2 separate regions of the Xenopus tropicalis genome follow, and region 1 is linked to region 2. Evidence: chromatin contacts called from public Hi-C data. All regions are on one chromosome and are shown on one strand. Each heading gives the region's core, a stretch centred on a gene start, on an enhancer-like site or on the middle of the called end of the contact. The rest is flanking DNA. Distances are from core to core; before and after follow the strand shown. Region 1 holds the start of gpi (glucose-6-phosphate isomerase). Region 2 holds the start of uba2 (ubiquitin like modifier activating enzyme 2).

Region 1 (3,528 bases), core at 351-2,850, 200 kb before region 2:
TGTAGGCTGTGTCATGGGATAGGAATGGGGAGGGATTCAAATGTATATGTGCTGTCTGGGTCCTTACTGGTCCCTTTTTAGGCACACCTCTGGTCCAAACTCCAGTCAGCATGAGTCAGCTTTAAAGCTACAATATAATATGATATAAGAACAATTTTCAGTATGTGTACACTGGCCCAATGAGCCCAACCAGTTGGTGTGTACCATGGATATTAGCTGATTTATCAGTCAAGATGGTTCAAAAATGTCACCTGCCAGTGCACCATGTCAGCCAGGGTATGGTGCATCAGCTGATGAGAAAGAGAGGAAAAGCCATAGTTCTTCCCACTTCCTGCTATTCTGCCCAAATGCACCAAAGATAGGTGGCCATAATGTGTATCAGTATCATCCAGCACAGACCATCAATTTGTCAATTTGGTAACATTCTTTAATAGGTCACTTATTATCATATCAGTGATCTGCTAGTTAAGTATTTATTCTAAAGGAATACTTAATTGATAACAACCCCTCTTGAGACCCTGTAATTTCTGAATTCTAGCAGAAATGTACTTTTCTATCAGCCATGCAGCCACTTCCAAGACTAATAAATGATTGTGCAAAAGGCAAGCTGGCTTTACCATCTGCACATTAGTATATCCTCTGCTTTAATTCTCCCACATGTGCCTTGAACTTTATGCACACACTGTCATCTGTTCCGCTCCATCCCTGTAATCTGCATCAGTATCATCTAAAGGGGCCAGGGCAGGGCACAACCACACTTTGGCAGCATTGAGCTACCCTCCTCTGTCCCCCTGGACGTCTGTATGTTCTAGGTTGATGGCCCCGTGTTAACATAAAATCATTGCTCATATGCAGGTTCGGACTGGGGGGGTGCAGGGCCCATCAGGGCTTCTGCCTCGGGGGCCCCTGCACCTCCCAATGGCCCCCACCGCAGTCTCTCAACCCCCCCCGCTGGCCAATTGTCAGGTTCTTCATCAGGTCATTTCGCCAGTGGACTAGGGTAGGGGGGTAATTTTGGTTGTAAGTTGAAATTATTGACCGGTATGTTGGTCTGAGTTATGTTAATCTTAAATCTTTTCTTGTGAAGTTTTTAATAAAAAAAAACATAAAATCCCCCTCCCATCCGACCCCCTTCTCTGAGTGCACCTAAATTAAACTTACGGTCACCACGTTGGGGGAGGCGGAAGGGACACAGGTGTCCCAGTCCGACCCTGCTCATATGAGACTGTTTCCCAAACATAATTTATTTGCAGGAGCTGGGCAAACATGCCTATAACTTTTTAAATCAAATAAAACACTTTCACTTTTTGATGTTACTGGCCCTTTAAATGATCATCTGACAAGCCCTGTTTCACTAAAAAATAAAAAGCAATAGAGAATAAATGAGAACTCTAGCACTGCTATGCACGATTTCCCACATTTCTCCGTTCGGTTACCGCTGTCTCTGAGTGCAGACTCATCCAATTAAGGGCGGGGTTTTACAGTGGGGAGAGGGCTGCTGTCACTTGAAGAATCCTATTGGTCAGGGTTAGACCACATGTTGCAGCCCTGAATGGGCGTGAAGCTCACCTTCCGCTGTCTCAGAGCGATCAGTATAAGAGCTGCTGCTCTCATTCCGCTGGTTCTTCTCTTTTAGCTTCTGACCGTGTTTAGTACTGCGCTGAACTTCGCACCCTGTATAAGCCCAGCAATGGCACTCAGCTGTGACCCAGTGTACCAGAAACTGAGTCAGTGGTACGAAGCCCACCATGCCGGCCTTAACATGAGGCAGATGTTTGAAGCTGACAAGGGCAGGTTCAGCAAATTCAGGTAAATTACTATAAGGTGCAGCGTCTCTTCAACATGGCATCGGTGTGGCCAGGGAGATCCAGTGAGTCAGTGCTGTGTTTCCTGCTTGCAGACAGCCATGTTTAGTGCTGGAGCTGAATGAGGGAACCGAACAGAGATTGGCAGGGTGATGCCTTGCTTGGTGCTTGCAGCCGAGCTCTAACCAGGGGAGGGTGCGGGCCGTATAGTGATATGGTACCCAGCCATATTGGGAGCTGTCACTGGCCACTTCTCTAAGTCTCATCTCTGCCTGGCTGTGTCTGGCTTGTGTCACTGTGACCTTCATTCACCCTTGTGGGTTACTACGTGCGCTGCTGCACATCCCCGGGCAGCTTTCAGCTTACATTTAGGAACCCTTTGATTCCCCTATAAATAGTCATTGCAGCACTGTGTGGGCTGATGTGGCCGATCGATGCTCATGACATATCCTGGATCCGTTTCCTGTAACCTTGGCCAGGTTACTGTAGATTCTCTTTTCCACTCTTTTCTGGAGTGTTGGTGATTATTTAAGCCTTTACATTGATGGACTGCTGCTTTGGGACTTGCTAACAGATTGCCTTAGACTGTCACATGCCGGTTAAAGGAAAGAATACAATTACTATAGGCTATGGGATGATGTGCATGTGTGATTAGAGCATTATATATATTAATTGCTAAAGTCTGTGCGTGTTATTGAGCGATCTTTACCAACAATTAAATAAATAGATCATTACCTTGTTTTGTTTTAAAAAGCAAAATAAAAGCAATTAAAAAAATAAATAGATCATTATGATCCTCAATACCAGATAAACTGGATGAAAATATTGTAAATGGTTAACCTTAGCGTCGTCCCTCTGGAGTTTTGGGGAACTGAATTAAAAAAAAAGTACTCTGCTTAACTTTAAATTAAAGGAACAGTAACACCAAAAAATTAAAGAGTTCTAAAGTAAATGAAATATAATGTACTGTTGCCCTGCACTGGTAAAAGTTGTGTGTTTGCTACAGTAACTCTACTATGGTTTATATAATAAGCTGGTGTAGCCCCGGGGGCAGCCATTCAAGCTGGAAAAAAGGAGAAAAGGCACAGGTTACATAGCAGATAACGGATAAGTCCTGTAGAATACAATAGTGTTTTATCTGTTATCTGCTAAGTGCCTGTGCCTTTTCTCCTTTGAATGGCTGCCCCCATGGCTACACAGCTGCATTATGTATATAAACCATAGTAGTGTTTCTGAGGCAAACACACCAGTTGTACCAGTGCAGGGCAACAGTACATTATATTGGAATTTCTTTTATACACTTGAATTTTTTGGTGTACTGTTCCTTTAATACCCACCATCTTCCAGTTGTCTACTGCAAAATATATTCTCTACAAATGAGAGATGAAATTTCCATTCACATAACACTTTGACTCTATTATTCTTATGGCTGATAGTAAATCTTCATATAAAATTGATTTGCTGCAAAGTCTTTCTATCTTAAAGCACTGTCAGGAATTTTAACAACTTCCGGTCTTTATAAGTTCTTACCGGCTCCCATATGGTTGGTTGAACCAGTATTGGTCTTCATTGAAACATTTAATAAGCTCCATAAAGTTGTTTTGCCACCAATATGAATTCATGCAGCTTAGTTAGCAGCAAGTACAAGCTACTGTTTAATTATTACAGAGAAAAAGGGAATCATTGTTAAAACTTAAGTATTATTAGTTTTAAAAAGGAGATT
Region 2 (3,760 bases), core at 922-3,421:
ATATAATTTTCTGAAAATGAAGGACATCAATGCAAAAAATAACTTTTTGCCTGATAAAAATAACCATTATTCTAAGCAGCTTTCAAAATGTATTGAAAATTTTAGTGCTTTAAGTTGTGATCAATAATTGCTATTAAAAGCAACATTTGCTTAACTCCATGTTATGACTATTTAAACAATGTTGCAAAGGCCAGTCTCCTTCAGCAAGACAGAACTGTCAATCTGCTGACTTGTGTTACATTGTTTCAAAAGCCAAAGCACTGCTGTGTTCAATAGAAATTATATATACAAATAACTTAAAAACCAAATTTGTAATGAAAGTATATTGAAAACTTGCTTAGAATGATGTTCTTTTATTAGGCAAAACATTATTTTTTGGGTTGACATAGAGCTGGGCGGTATGACCAAAAATTTATATCACGGTATTTTTCAAAATTATATCGGTGTCACGGTATTTGACGGTATTTTTTTTTTCCATGCATGATTAGGTGTTAACCCCATTTCCTAATAAATTAGAGAATAATTACTGCAGTATTGAAAATCAGAGTCAGGCAAGCGAAGGATCGGCAATAGAAAGTCGTAAGGTAAATCAGGCAGGCTTAGTTTCCCAGGCAAGGCCGCAGACAACATAGCACAGGAGGAGGCGTTTGATAGCTTTAAATACCCGCCATGCATGTGCAGAACCGGCGCCGTCAGCGCGCCGCGGACGTGCACGCTTTGACATGTACATGCGCTTTGACGCACGCGCACCTGGACGCGCGTGCGCAACGTCCTGCGGACAACGGGACGCGCGCGAGACCGGGCCGCACAGGTGAGTACCCTGACACCCCGGTATTGCGGTATCTGAAAAATGAATATAGTTTAAAAAACAAAACAAAACACCGGTATTCGGTATTAAACGGTATATCGCCCAGCCCTAGGTTGACATGTCCTTTAACATATAAAAACGGGATGTTTGCTTCACAAACAAATATATTCAATATATATGTTCAAATATTTACAGTCTGATTTTTTTTAATAAAGTAAAATATGGAACTCGTGAAAAATGAGTAAAAGTAAATTCTCTCTTTATACATATATATAGGAAAACATGTCTAATAGAAAATATTTTATTTGGATATAACAAATAAATATCCATAAATGTTCATGTTTTGGTATCCCTAGCACTTAAATAACAGCTTCTATACCGATAGGTAGTTTATGAGTAAAGTCAAAAGCTGGTAACATCAGCTCAGCAGGTGGAAGAAAAATGCTGTCAGGCCAATACCAATACAAACATTAAAAGTCACTCAGGATTCAGCAGGTGCAAAAAAAGGGAATGCTACAATGAAAAAGGGAACGAGAGGTTCCGAAACGTCGGTATCCTTCTCACCGATTGCTCCAATAAACCTGCATGGAGGCAGTTTTTTTTGCACCTTCTGAATTGTGAGTGACTTTCTTTTTTGTATTTTGCACTTAATATGTTTATAGCCGGGAGCCAGGGCTTTTAGGAATAAGCACTCCAAGTTAACTTTATTATAGACTCTATTTTGGATAGCACAACCGATTTTTTCTTTTTGCACCAATACAAGTGGGGCAATTCCCAGCATTTTGTTGCCCTCCTGTCAAGGTGCTGACAGTTGTGCAAGTGAGTACAAGCCATGTGTATTTATAAAACATGAGTGAAAGTGCTATGGCTCTGTGCAAGCCCTAACTATCTCCATGGCCTCTGTATATGAGACTGCTCCAGCCTGAGGCAGCTGTAACGATAGGGAAGCCCTGAGACTTATCCTTTCCGAGTAAGTGCTAGTGAGGTGTAGGGCCAGCAGCGCGGCCCGGGATATGGGTTGCTAGGGGAGGGGCAATGGATAGGATGCAGTTATTTGGCGGGGAAATGAAACAATAGAACTATAGCTGCCAGTATAACAAAGCCTAGAGCTACCGGTAACGCACAGCCTAAACCTCGCGTCTATGTATTTATACGCAGCAGGCCCGGCGCTTTTTCTCCCCGCCCTCCCGATCCCCATTTGCAGTCCCCATTATTTTCCGCACCACATCCAGGTTGATAAAGCCGGTCAACACCAAGTTTTTCAGTAACTCGCAGCCGATGCCTCCAGCCCCTACGACGAGCAGCCGGCTAGTCGACACAGCTTCTGCCAGTTCTTTGGGCAAAGCCCCGATCATAGCCATGGCTCCACTGCTGTCTCGGAGATACGGGAGGGAAAGCAGAGTATTGCGGCCTCGGTGAACAACGAGACTGGGAGAATGGAAAGAGCGGAACCAGTACAATGTGCTGACGGAGTGCGTTGTCTGCAGCGACACCTAATGGTGATACAGCAGCGCCGATTAATGCTTGCTGTCTGCATTCAAAGGGGGACCTCTAGTGTCCGAGTTTAAAGCAGCATTTCTGTACATACCTACTGGTAAAGTCTCACAGTTGCACGACTTCAACTCTGGTCTGGGAAATAATTACAAAGTCATTTACTAAAAATAGACATAAAATCATCAGAGGTGTCCATATAGCGGTTTGCTGCTAATTAATCTTTGCAAATGTCCTTTAACATATAAAAACTGGATGTTTGCTTCACAAACAAATATATTCAATTTATATGTTCAAATATATACAGTCTGATTTTTTTTTAATAAAGTAAAATATGGAACTCGTGAAAAATGAGTAAAAGTAAATTCTCTCTTTATACATATATAGGAAAACATGTCTAATAGAAAATATTTTATTTGAATATACTAAATAAATATCCATAAATGTTCATGTTTTGGTATCCCTGGCACTTAAATAACAGCTTCTATACTGATAGGTATAGCCATTAACTGTATGTCAAACAAGGCTTGAGACAAGATTATGGTTGTCGATCTTTGTGGATATAATACTGTGTCACGATATCTCTATCTTTTCTTTCTTCTTTGTTATTAATATCCCTTCTACCAGCAGGGCAGGCACAATAATGCCTGCCCCAAATGGAATCCATGCCACATGCTGTGGTTAAATTGGCTTTGCAAATATATTTTGTAGAGCCAAAAAAATGATGCTCCCTATTTATCTCATTATCTCTCTATTAATAGCAAAGATCTACTCCCAGTTTGGCAGAGTGGAGAGTTATGCATCACTTCTATGCTATGGAAATCATTTCCCAGAAGTCTCTCATCAAAACTGAACTTTTTTGGTCACACAGTATAGTTTAATATGAGTGTGTAATGATTTTATACAAGATGCAGGATTTACAGTGATAGCTTTATGCCAGCTAGCATATAGTTTGACAGCTGCTGACATTGCTACTTGTACTAGTCAGTTATAAGTGATGTGTAAGAGTGTGCTATATAGGCATGCAAAGTGAAAGGTAAAATAAAAATGACTAATGAAGTAATATTTATTTAGCCAGATGTGGCATCTCACTGCTAACATTCCTTTCCCTGGCACATTTATCCCTAACCATTGGCTTGTGAGCAGCATGTTGCTCACCGCTCTTTTTGATGTTGCTCCAAGTGGCCTCAAAGTAGGTGCCCATTTTTCCCCATCTCTGGCTTGGAGGAAAGTTTTGGAAGCACATAGACCCAGTTTAATTCCAAACAGAGCCTCCTGCAGGCCAGCAGTCGACATGAAGCTACCAAATAGCCAATCACAGCCTTTATTTGACACCCCCAAAGAACATTTGTTTAATGCTTGTGAGGCTCACCTACACTTTCTACATCTGAGTGTGGCTCACAAGTAAAAAAGGTTGGGGATCCCTGTCCTGGTACATACATGCTTATTTACAGATAGCAG

Evidence for each region. Hi-C and Micro-C count contacts between places; a contact is called where the count stands out from the background.
Region 1: a Hi-C map of gastrula embryo shows a contact between it and region 2, with 2.2 times the contacts expected there. The contact joins the promoter of gpi here to the promoter of uba2 in region 2. A contact is called at or near these places in 2 of 5 Hi-C or Micro-C datasets (gastrula embryo and liver).

What each region holds. Positions count from the first base shown.
Region 1 is chr4:67,586,730-67,590,257 of UCB_Xtro_10.0, reverse strand. It overlaps gpi (glucose-6-phosphate isomerase), which reads left to right and starts at 1,600. Exons shown (of 18, transcript NM_001011010.1): 1 at 1,600-1,809. The coding sequence starts at 1,691.
Region 2 is chr4:67,383,532-67,387,291 of UCB_Xtro_10.0, reverse strand. uba2 (ubiquitin like modifier activating enzyme 2) reads right to left here and starts at 2,171. Exons shown (of 17, transcript NM_001017091.2): 1 at 2,032-2,171. The coding sequence starts at 2,169.